Regions from separate parts of the Mus musculus genome. Here region 2 is linked to region 1. A link is a contact called in public Hi-C data. All regions are on one chromosome and are shown on one strand. Each heading gives the region's core, a stretch centred on a gene start, on an enhancer-like site or on the middle of the called end of the contact. The rest is flanking DNA. Distances are from core to core; before and after follow the strand shown.

Region 1 (6,453 bases), core at 1,656-4,155:
AGAACAATCTTTCTTGCCCAGCGTGTTCATTGCAGTCTGTGCATATTAGCATGCCTCAGTACACCACTATCTCAGAAAAGCTTTCAAACTAAAAGCTAGAAATGACTTTGCCTAGAATGTACGGGGAGCATTTCCTTTAAAAGTCAAGAATGAATTAATAGATTCCCAAGGATAGCTGTTGATGTGGAACTGCAGTTTTGGGGAAAGAAATGCTTAGAAACGCAGTTAATTAAAATACTAAACCAAAATAAGTGCTTTGAAAAAAGTGCACTGCATCTTAGAAAGCTGCTCAGCCCTTGCCCAGTGCAGCTGTCTTTTCCTCAAAGATCCAGTTTCAAGAGCGGTGATGGATGGTGGTGCCTGTAGCCAGTTGTGGGGTTTGCTCTGAGGTCAAATGTGTTGATGGAAGATAGGAATTTACTTACTGCATTCTGTCTTTCCCTAAGACCCACCAGCACAGTTCCACAGGAAGAAATGAGACTAGCCACATCAAATACCGACACAGTGTCCTATTATAGGTCAAAAGACATTTGTTTAGTGTTTACCATACGATTATTTTCCATCCTCCCCAGCGTTCACTACAACGAAATATTGAATGGCACTAATCATTTCTTTTTTCACACATAGGCCCTCAACTCCCTGGGAAACATATCTCCTCCATGTTGTATTTTAATCGACATATTCTTAAAGGTTTTTAAAGGGGGGGACCTTACCAATTCATTCTTCTCTGGTTGAAATGGTTCAGTCTGATTCCTCAGATCTGTTTTTATACCTTAGTCTAATCTTTCTCATGATTTTTTGACTAGCAGGGAATAATAACCTAGAAATACCTTAAATACTCCAAATCTACTTACTGTTCATGTAATCAGTTTTATTTATTTTTCCTTGGAGGATTATAGTAGTTCCCGACAAGAAAAAAAATGTTGAAAACAACTTCTATCGGAGGCTCCCACGGGTGGGTACTGCTCTGAGCTCTTTCCTTGATTCTTGCTTTCTTCTCTTCATGGATTCTCCTTTCCTGTGATGTTCAGGCCTCCTAGCTTCCATCTCTATTATAAACTCTTTGAATATTGATTAATCTTCTCAGATTCTCCTCTGCTGTCTCCTGGGATATTCCTGTCAAGTTAGCATAGAACCAACAGTTTCTGCATAGATTACCCTGAAAGTAGATTTCATAGCACTCCTCAAGTACCTATCCTAAATTTCTATCAGCTGGACGGATCGTTGTCAATAAAAGGCTTTCCTGAATCACGAGCTCTGAATAATAAACTCTAAATAATATCTCCCATACAGTATTTGTAGTCATTTTCCTTCACACCACACCTCATCTGATTTAGCCCTCCGGAAGGAAATTTGGTGTCATCCTTTGCACCTATCTTCTTCCCTTCTTGTTATCCAGTTCTGTAGTTCTATTCCTGGAATTTCTTTATTGTATGGCTTCCTTTCCCTTTCTGACTTTACCATGTGCTTGGATGTTCTGCAGCCCATAAATAGCTTTCCATGTTGTCTTAGTGTTTTCTCTCTCTTCTTTTCTGAAATGTGGCATTTTCTTTTCCCCTTGTCTATACAATCAAGAGCAAACTCCCCATCAACAGCTGACACAGTCCTCTGCAGGCTGACTGTAATTTGCATGTCCTGCCAGCTTTCTCACTCAGAGCCCCAAGGTGACCTGTTTTTGAGCAAGAGCAGATCCTGAACTATCTTGGGAGTGTCTGCCGTGGGATTTTCTGCTTCTCAGATATGATTCCAAGAATCCCTCTTTCCTCTATGTCTATTGTATCAATTTGTGATCATTGAAGTCTTTCTAAGTGTTGTCTAACCAACTAATGCCCAACTCACTTACTCTGTCTTTTTCTTTGGATTGAATGGAACTAAGGATTTGAATTTGAGTTGTATTTAATTTAAATCATGAATGTAAAGAATAAATTCATCATAAGCCAAAGGTGCTCAGTCTCTGGGTTGCAACCCCCATAAAGGTCCCGTATCAGATTACCATATATATTGGATATTTACATGAACATTCATTATAGTAGCAGAATTACAGTGATTAAATAATTTTGTAATGGGGAGGGGCACCACAACATGAGGAACTGTATTCAACGGTCACAGAATTAGGGAGGTTGAGAACCACTGTAAATATATGCCTATGATGATAAGCTGGAGGTACAGGAGATATAGCTTAGTGGCAGCCTAAGTTATGTGGATGCCCTAGGCTGAGTCCCTTGAAAAAACTTGGGACTCTTGAGAAAGAATTCAGCATTCCTCTTTGGAGAAAACTTCCATTAGTATTGTTGATATTGATCACTAATGATAGTGATCACCGTGTTTTCGTGGTCATGTTAGTGGTAGTTGCTGTTAGTGGTAGTTGATAAAATGTACTGAGTACTTACTGCGGTGCTAGACATTCTGTTTGGTTCCTTCCTTTCAGTATTACATCTAATCCCTAAACTAATATTATGTATATTAAATGCTCATTAATTAGTATTTCTATGTTACAGTTTCAGAGGAAGAAAAACTGTTTAGGACTGAGCTCAAGATTGAGAGCTCAAGGTATTATGAGGGCCAGAATTATGTCAGGCAGTGTAAGCAACTAAACTATCTGTTTCACACTTAAGCTCCTCTTTCTTGTGTACAAAAAAAAAAGAAAACCAAAAAAACAAAAAAAAATCAAAAATCAAAACAAAAAAACAAAAGAACAAAACAGAACAAAAAACAAAAGTTAAAAAATATATCTCACACATGGCAAGCAAGTTCAGTTTCTTTGGCACACATTTATGAAAAATATAAGCATCTGTAGGGTCTCTCTGCCCATTCTGAAGAGTCTCTTCCTTATTCTACTGAGAAACACTCTTCCCTACAGGGGTTTGGGCAGTTGACCTTTGGCTGTTGTTGCTTTCCAGCTCTGCTATGTGGGGTTTCCAAGGCAGTGACGAGAGTTGGACTCAGTCCTGGATATGGTTAGGTGAAGGATCTGTACCAAAAATGATTTTAAAGTAATAAAACCTGGCACTTTCATACTACCCACTAGGAATCAAAAGCATTTTTATAAAGCGAAGTATAAATCAAGCAGGAATCTCCAAAGAGCAGCCTCCCTTCAAAGAGGTGGAGCTCTGCCAAGGGGGTGGCGCATACCTGCTCTGCTTGCTGGCAGCCAGCCTACTGCACGGTTATCTGGGAACTTTCGTCCGTTAGAATGGCTTCTAAAATATTTGCATTTACTGCTCTCTTGATAATTTTATTATCAATAACAGATGGGCAAGTTGATTATTTTTTTTCTCCATTTAACCTATTTTATAGGAGCTTATTAGGGACTGTTTTGGGGTAGGGAGTGGAATAATGTTTCAGATAACTATTTCTGACTAATTATGGTTTTCTAAAGAATAAAATTCAGGATGGTATATTTGTGTGATGCTTTGGATAATTATTTGTTTTCTTGACAGCAGGGCACCCTGAAGTTTTAAATCAGACATGGTACATAAAGTCACATGGAGAATGCTTTTCTTCTTTTATGAGCTTTTTTGTGTCTTAACATTTAAGTCCTTTGGGTCCAAGTTTCCAAAATGTTTCTCACAATGCAAACACTGGGTTATTTAGCCACAAACTTTTCTATAAATTAATCTATTAACCATAACCTCTAGGAAGGATGGGGCAGCACTATTTTCTTTGTGCTGAGAACGTATCCACATTTTGGTTCGTAATAAACGTCTTTACATAAAAATACTTAAAAAATACTTAGAAATTGAGAGTAGCAAATTTAACAAATCTCATATGCTTGCTTAGTTACTACTTTTAAGCAATGGTGGCCTAAATATATGTGAGTATGACTTTGTTTTCCAGGTGCAACCTGAAACTGATGAAATTTTTTTTAACAAATAAAAAAAAGTTTAGAAGAAAAACTGAGTTTAGCATTTGATTTTAAAGTCCATAATTTAGACTATTTTCTCTTGAATCTTCTCTGTTTATCTTGGTGGTACTGGAATAAGTACTAGCCTCTTTCTAGACTTCTTCTGTCTGCACAGTCCAGCATCCTTTCTTTGCTTGAGCTGCAGCTTCTTATGTGCCTTTGACTACCTTTGCTTTTTGGTTCTGTAGTCAGCTTGACCTTTAACAAACCCCAAGAAAATGCTTGTATTGATATTCAGAAACTATCACCTTGTGTGGGTAACATGTGCTGAGATTTTTTTCCCCCACAGTTATGTAGCACCTTTGTTGTTGTTTGAGACAGGCTCTCCTGTATCCCAGGCTGGTTTTTAACTGGCTCAGCAGCTGAGGATGGCGTTGACCTCTTGAGCCTCCCGCCTGTACCTCTTGAGTGCTAGAATTAAGGGAAGTGTCACTACACTTAATTTTTGTAGTTAATAAGTGATGTTTAAAAATAATTCTTATAATGAAAGTATGCAATCCCTGATTTCAAGCAACAGTTGTCTAAGCTGATTTGGATTGAACTTTCATTATTATCTAGAACATACTTGAATTTGGCTTCTGTTACCCCTGTTTGCAAACCTTGAAAAAATACTTAAACAAAGCCACCTGATTCTTGGTGTCCTTTCAAACCCTTTTGTCTTGCTCCCTTACCATCCACAGTCATTTCCTCTTTCCCCTTACTCATCTCGAAAGACACATATTATAGCTTTGCCAAAGTCTTTGCAGTTCCCAGTGTCCCTTTGGGACTTTTCTATAATCTTGAACAGTCTCTGTTCCCACTTGAATGCTCTCTCATTCATTTTCCAAGGCATACAGAAAAATCAGAGATGAGTTAGTTCACGGTCCAAATATTACATGTTTAGGGTCTCCAGTTTATGAGCATATTGTTGACTCCTTTGCAATATTTAATTTATTTTGTTTGAAAAGGTTCCACTTACCTAGTTGGTTACTAAACCACGACAAAGCCAAATCTGAGTAGACTGTGTGTATCCAGTCATATGCCACTAGACAAGACAAATCTGCCTTTACATCTGGCTGTGGTAAGAATTCCCAGATGCACTTAATTCTGACACATGGTCATTATTGAACCAAAAGCCATCGCTTGGCATGGTTATAGCTCTTATTTGTTTTCATTTTAAGGGGCTTCATCCAGGCTGCCAAATATACAACAGGTGCCTTGGTTTTATACTTGCCAATCTGTTGTTATTCAAATGACCGTCCTAACAGAGACTAATGGCATCTAATAAAATGATCTCAGTTCTGGCAAGCCAGGCTTCCAAGAGCAAGGGCAGTAGGAATGCATAGGCCTCACACATAGGCCCCTTGTTTATCTTGAACCACGGACATTTTCTCAAGCTTGGTGTTTCTTGAACACTAGGATTTGTAGCATCAGTCTTATTTGAGATGGACTGGCTGGGTAGTATGGCAAACAGGCTAGATGCTCCAGCTTATTAGTGAATGGCCATGTCATGACTGTAAGGCAGAGCCAGACAGTCTGTTCACGCCAAACAGCTGGCATGTGAGACGGCTTGTATTTCCTCTTGTTAGAAATTTGCCACACTGATTCCATAAGGATGTGGGAAGACAGGCCTGCTACCGGAGATAGCTAATTTGCAAATAGGAAGTGATGACTGGATGTTAGAGTCAAATAATGTATGCAACTTCGGTGTTATACATTTAAAACATTAATAATGAATAGAATGTTATTGCTATTGCTAAAAGCAATAGCTTTTGACATCTGGCCATGCATACTTTTCAAAATTGTGGGTAATAGATGACATAGGTTGGAATTGGGTCTCATGGGAGGGTGCAGATATGCATGAACATGGCAGAGATTTCTGAGATCTTATTTAATTCTTAAACTCTGTTGCGCTCCTATTGAGAATTCATCTTCTAATGAATTGCCCACAGCAGTGTGCAAGATGCTAAGCGGTTGTCAGGGTGAGGGAAACACTGCCCATTGTGGTTTGCACTAACAGAGTTTTGTAAAACTTGAGTTGCTTCATCCTAACCTCCAATTGGAGATCTCTGTGCTGTCTGTTGGGGAAAAGGGTTTTGCTAAATCACGATCGTGGTGATTCATAAAGTAAGAAATGGGGAGCCTGATCTTTGCTATATACATAGCCACTCTTCGCTTTCACTTCTTCCACAGTTAACTGAGCACATGTGGCTTCCTGTGACCCAGTATATAGCATAGATCTTAGGTTAGGACTTGCCTATTATTGGACTATCTTTTTGTATTATTTATGCCCATTCTATTTGAAAAAGGATTTGTGGCAGCTATTAAATCATACGCTTCATTATCTTTAATAAATCACTTTGGTAGAATAGACAGTGGCTTATTGTACAGATGGTTAGTTTCTATGAGAAATGTTTAAAATATGCATCTTCTTGGACTCACATTGAATGCTATTTTATGTTCATAACATTTGTAAAATGATAGGGCACTTTAAGAAGTATACTAGTGTACATACTAGTCAGTTCATAATTTTAAAAACAAACAGTGAAGAGTAGATGGCTTCCAAACAT
Region 2 (6,453 bases), core at 1,264-3,763, 500 kb before region 1:
GTCTATTGTAACTTTACAAAGTCATCCATCTTCTCAGGCTTTGGAAATAGGCCTCAATAATTAATCAGTGCCTATAATTACAGCACAGACTTATGTAATGGCATCAGTCTTTATAATGATTATAGAAATAGCTATGTAAAGTTTTTGTATATTCCTCTCAATTAATTTTCAGTTGCTTTTATAAAAATTTTTTCTCCTTAAGGTTAAATTTACAGAGATATATAAATCCAAATATTCCATGTTATTTACTTAGTTTTCTGAGATAGCCACACAGTAATCTTCCTTGAATATCTAAAAACATGTGTGTGTGTGTGTGTGTGTGTGTGTGTGTGTGTGTGTGTGTGTGTGTGTTTCCTATTAGGAACTCTCCCTATCTGAGCTCAGTGGTTGGATGATGGGTTGTACAAGGCCATAGGATCAATTCCCAAAATTAAAAACACAAATCTCTATGAATGTGGTGTTACTAGAATGCTGAATGGAATCCCTTAGACACCTCAAGAGATTATAGTGAAAACATACATGATACATTTAAGATTGTTCTCTGGTAAATTGTCTTCTGGCCATGAGTTGAAGGGCCAATGTTCTGGTCTTGAAGGCCCAAGCAGGTTGTTCAGCCACTCACGCAATACAACAGTTGAAGTGATATAAGATGCTGAAGAGCACAGAAAACAAATTTGGTCAATTTGTATATTCAGAAGAAGAACAAAGGGCCCCTATGATGCCAAGTTCAACTTTCCATATGAGCTTTGTGTTTTAATAGAAACATCATGGCAAACATCAAAAAACTTGCATAATTGAGCACCCCTACTCATAGCCCTGTTTAGTTTATTGTAGTTTGATCTCAGTTCTGGTTCTATAAGGTGACTGTAAGAAGTCCTCATTGATTGAGAGTGATCTACTTCCCAAAAGATGATCACCTCTGCTTCAGAGTATAGGCTCACCATTATGGATAATTGTTCTTCTTAGAATTCAGAGCAACTAAATTTTCAAGAAACAATAGCAGCAGCAGCAACAACAACTGGAGGCTTTTATGTGCCTTTTGGCTGATCTGGAAGGTCACTATTAAAAAAGGTAACACTAAGATGCCTCCATTACTATTATCTTTGCACTTCTGATTTTGAAGGGAAATAAAATAAGTTAATTATAGTCAGTTTCTAAGCAAATACTCCTTTATAGTCAACATGCCTTCATGAAAATGAAAAGCAGTGCGAAGGGGAAACATGCAAAGTACACTCAGAGATGCAAGGTTCAGTCTGATTTCAGTTGCTCTGTAAATCCAGGAGGACCAAGCGGCTTCTTAGCAAAGGAACTTGCTAAGGTAGATTAGGAGGAGTCAGAAAACACTGTCACTGTACACAAAGAGCTTCCAGAGTGTAGCTTCAATCAGCGTTCTTCAATTCAGGATTCAATTACATTGACTTGTTGTACTTTCATCTAAATTTTCACTTTAATAAATTGTTTTGCTGTCATGAAAATAGTGACCTTGTGTAAGGAAGTTATTATATATTCCAGAGGCACCACTGAGATGACTCTTGAATATGTTCTATTTGAGAGTTTGTATTTACTGACCCATGCAATGTTCATATGAGGGTGGTTCTACAATTGTCTGCTTCATTGAAGAGTGTGAAGCTGAACACTAACAATACCTAATGATATTACACAGAGGTATTGCCTGAGGTTTTATATAGATGGCATACCTCAAAAGCATACAGTGTTCTGTCTTGAGGGTGAATCTAACAATTAAAACTCTCATAATTAATCTCTATCTCCCAGGGAAGCAACCTTAAAATAAAGTATTGCAAAGATTAAAAAAAAAAGAGTCTGTGAGTGAATGACCTTTAAATCAAAATAAGCAGCCAAGGCCCAGGCCTGATGTGTGCCTCCACCTGGATGTGAGCCTTTGCTGCCATGCTTCACAGCCCGCGCCTATTTTAATCAGCTTAATTCAGATCCATTGCAGCAAACTCTGACCTGTGCAGAGGACAGAGTAAATGCATTACATAACAATTTTAAACCAAAATTACTAAACTAAATACTGGAAATTTTAATAAAGGGTGTATCTCTACATGCAAGCTATTATTAACAAGAAAATATGTTTCTGTTAGATTTGTGGACATGGCACTTTGACCTCCAGTTATTACGAAGTCCTGCTATATGATGCAAAATGTGCTGAAATAGCTTACTCATTAACCACTTTTCTGTCTGGAAAATCAATAGCTGCTTGTAGTTCTTAGTTGGCTTTGGCTGAAAGCTGGGACAGCATCTCCTTTCATGAGCTTTGTACATCCTACTTCTCGAGTCGTCTTATAAGTCACAACTTGTTTGGTGATGATAGTTTTGGCCTTTTGCATAGTTGAACTATTTCTTGTGAAGCTATTTCTCATGAAAAGAAATGAACAAACAAAGCAAAACCGCAGCAGCAGCAACAGCAGCAACAGCACCACCACCACCACCACCAACAACAACCAGATCAAAGTCAGGCTGTACTCAAACACAAATAAGCAGAGTCTAAACTGGTATGAGGCATCATTTCATAGAACAGAAGACATGCACCATTCTCAACTGGGTGCTGTGTATGAGTGTATGCCTACAGGTAAGGAACTGGGTACCTAGGATTTCTAGTGAAAATTCATTCATATCAAGCAGCAACTGAACTGAGATTTCCTGGCATTGGTTTTTATGGGAAGTAGCCCTTGTCTCAGGCCAGCTAAGGCCATAGGCAGAGGTTAAATGAATCACATCAAGGGACTAATTATGCCTGGTAGAGAGACAAAAGCCCTATTTATATTTATTCTCATAGGGTTAAGAATTTTTTTCTGTTTGAAAAAATTGGCAAAGCATGTTTAATATTTCTTTTAAAGTCTTTTATTATCCATTAAGAAAAGCCTGCACATGTCATCTGAGTTTGTCTTGTATAGAATGCAGCTTGTGGCCTCTACACTGCTAGAAGGTAATAATTATTTAGTCTCAAACACTGTTTCTAATATCACCATTTTTTTAATTAGTGATTTGCTCTCATGATTAGGAAGATTTTTTTTAATGCACTGTATTTCTTATCTAGCCACCTACAAGCTTAAAATAATCATTTATTCATTAGTAAATTTAACATTTATTCTAACTACATTTTTTTGCTACTTTGAGTTTCTAAAAGAGATTGTGTTTGTTCTGTGTGATTAATTCCTATTAGTAAAGAACCAAAATGATTTCCCCTGATATCTCATAGCTTTCCTGCTGAACCCAATTCTATTTAATTCATAACTTTTTAGTCCTAACAGATATTTGGTACTGTCCCATGTGTTCCCTCTTCATGAGATTGCACATCCACTGTCCTGTATTGTTTTGTTTTGTTTTGCTTTGTTCTATTTTGTTGTTTTTGACACAAACTAAGAGTTGACTATGAAGAGAAACCTCAGTGAAGGAACAACAACAAAATGCCTGCATCAGATTGCTCCCTGCCATGTCTATGGGGCATGATTATTCTGTCATTGATTATTGATGTGGGAGGGCCCAGCTCAGTCATGGTGTAGATACCCCTGGGCAAGTTGCCTAAATTGAAAAAAAAAAATGGTAGACTGAGCAAGCCATGAGGAGTAAGACAGTAAACAGTATTCCTCCATGGCTTGGGCTGTAACTTTTAGTTTCTACCTCTAGGTTGCTTCCTCTGTTCCTTCTCTAATGCCCATTCACAGTGGAATATAAACTGTAAGCTCAAAGAGAGCCTTTCCTCTACAATTGCTTTTGATCATGGTATTTATTACAATAAGAGACCCACTAAGACTCCTGTACTTCAGAGTACATTGCATACGAAGAAGACCATCGGCTGAGAATATTTCTGGTTCACTGCTCCTTCAGCATTGCTGGATTGGAGACATTTAGTATATGCATGCTAAGTACAATTAGAAGATAACATTTTCAAGAGTCATAAAATAGCATATTCTTCTTCACATACAACATTTAATATAAGGAAAAATAGGTTTTCTATATTACTGCCTTGGTTGTCATTCACTGACATACTTGCAAGAACTTGCGGGCACAGCTTCATTTTCCTCACTGGAGAGGAGGCAGCTTTCTGTGAATTGATGACTGCTTGTTGATACCTGTCAGTTATCCATGTGCTATGTTTAGCTGTTTCAAGAAGAACTTCTCAAATAAATCACATCTATTTTCTTGGATTAGTCTTTCCCACTACACAATCTCTGTCTCTCCCTGTCCCCCATCACTATCTCATTTTTAACATCTCTCTCATCCAAGTTTTTATTTTATTTATGACTTCTTAAACTTCCTTTCATCTTAAAATAAGTTTTCATTCAGCCACCTAACCAAGAGTATATGCTGTTTAATGATAAAGTGTTTCCAAAATAAGTTAGGAACACCTTTTAAAATTGTCATGTTGCTGTAAACTTTCATAAAATGATAGTGTTTAATTACTGAGCACTATTATGTCTACTACATAGCTCTTTGGTCATGGCTTCAAAAGTTATGAATGACAGCAGGAGGAGGAATTGCAGAAATAAAGGGAAGAGGGGGAGGAGAACTTAGGTTAAAAGGAGGAGAAGACAACAATGAGAATGGAGTATATGCTGAGTGGTACTTTATAGGACACTTTGCCCCAATGCTTGTCTGTTAAATACTGCTGAATATTGGAAGACATGTGATATGCTTGTTATCCAAATTAGTCTACCCAATTCCAATCAACTTGCTTAATAGGCATTCTGAATCATCTATAAATCATTTATTTTCATGAATAAAATGTAATTGTTTAAAATAATACACTCTTAGGTACCTTTATTTATTTTAACCTAATCATAACGTCATGAAATTAAGTTATGAAAGATAATTAAATGTATTATAGAAAGATAAGGAAAGCATGAGACTGAATTGTAAGAACTCTGCCTTCTAATCATGCTTAAAGCTGACTTTTTATTCTTTTGTCAAATTGTAGAAGGACTAATTTTTCTTTGACCATTCTTCTTTTATTGACAGAAAGTTTTGTTCCAAACTGTCTAGGGGTGTTATTGCTGTGAACAGACAATGACCACAGGAGATCATATAAGGGTAAATATCCAGAAGCCTAGTCTGTTATCATTATGGCAAAAAGCATGGTAGTATGCATGCAGACATGGTGCTGGAGAAGGAAATGAGAAATCTACATCTTGATCTGCAGGCAGCATAAGGAGACTGTGAGCCACACTGGGTATAACTTGAGCATATGAGATCTCAAAATCTGCCTACATTGTGATATACTTCTTCCAGCAAGGCCCTACCCACTCCAACAAGGCCACACCTCCTAATGGTGCCATTCTTTATGGGCAAAACATTCAAACACATGAGTTTATGGGGATGATACCTACTCAGACCACCACATATACATTGGATATTATGTTTAAAACTACCATAAATGTGAATACTCAGGTGTATCTTTTGTATTAGATCTGAGTGTTTTGTTTTGTTTTGCCTTGCTTTGTAGAACACCACTCAATTTGATGGATCAATGAGAATTTCATTTCTGGGATTTCTTAAACATTATCCTACTGGAGTGTGTCAATTACTTATTATGGTTGCCATCTTTGATTCTCCAATACCAAATGAAGCTGAACATTTTTTTCATTTATTTGCACATGAGATGTTTGCATATGTGCACCTATATATTCAATTGCTTATATGTAGATATTTACATACTGATAATATTAACAAGAACTTTTGATTCAATTTTAACCAAGGATATCAAGTTGTTTATAGTCACATAAAAGCAAACCGTACAGTATTTACAATTGGGAAAATTAAGTACGTTTTTCATTTAAAGCTTGAGAGAAGTGAATATTATTTTCTTCAGTGTAGCATGTCATCTTTAAAGTGATGGGAAGCATGCCCTCTCCCCGCCCCCCCCCCTTTTTTTTTGACTAAGCACTGTTGAGTTAGAAGTTTTGAATACAGGTAATCTGATAAGAAATTATCTTAGTTTGTTTTCTTCTTTTTGTGAAAAAAAATACCCTAAGAAAAACAAGTGAGAAAGGGATTTCTTCAGTTCACTGTCCAAGAACACAGACCATCATTGCAGAGAAGTCTAGGAAATGGCTGGCCACCTCATTCACAAACAGGAAGCAGAGCGGTCTGATGCTTCCAATTTTTCCCCGTTTTATACAATATAGAACTCAAAGCCCAGGAAAGGGTTCTCTGACCTTGTATGTGGGTCTTCCAGTCTCAGTTAACCTATCAACACAATCCATCCCATGCATGCCAGAGGCTAGATAGAAATGCAGAGGCAACCCCACAGTTAAGTATCTCTCACAGATGTACAGTGAACCTTCTCTGCAGGTGATTCCAGATCTTGCAAATTTGACAAATAACAATAACCATCACAAGTGGCTTTGTATATTACACAATTCATCTGAATTCCAAATAGCTTGAAAATTTGATACTGTGCCAATGATTTTGCTTAAGGTGTTAGTGAAA

What was found. A called contact is a pair of places that touch in the nucleus more often than the background predicts.
Region 2: a contact with region 1 is called in a Hi-C map of liver, with 3 times the contacts expected there. The contact joins two enhancer-like sites. A contact is called at or near these places in 22 of 484 Hi-C or Micro-C datasets (cerebellar granule neurons, cerebellum, cerebral cortex and 14 more), 7 of 115 datasets of contacts at active chromatin or transcription factors (SST interneurons, VIP interneurons, craniofacial prominence and 4 more) and 1 of 9 other capture datasets (embryonic stem cells).

Annotation. Positions count from the first base shown.
Region 1 is chr4:76,437,658-76,444,110 of GRCm38.p6, reverse strand. All of the region lies in intron 10 of Ptprd (protein tyrosine phosphatase, receptor type, D), which reads left to right. Among named protein-coding and RNA genes, the nearest start is that of Gm42303, 10 kb to the left of the region's middle. Within about 2 kb of position 2,905, at least 22 of the 459 cell types and tissues checked have an H3K27ac peak or open chromatin away from gene starts, as enhancers often do. A contact at or near this core is called in liver, where this site is marked.
Region 2 is chr4:76,937,626-76,944,078 of GRCm38.p6, reverse strand. The region is part of intron 8 of Ptprd (protein tyrosine phosphatase, receptor type, D); the gene reads left to right. Among named protein-coding and RNA genes, the nearest start is that of Gm42302, 150 kb to the right of the region's middle. Within about 2 kb of position 2,513, at least 4 of the 459 cell types and tissues checked have an H3K27ac peak or open chromatin away from gene starts, as enhancers often do. A contact at or near this core is called in liver, where this site is marked.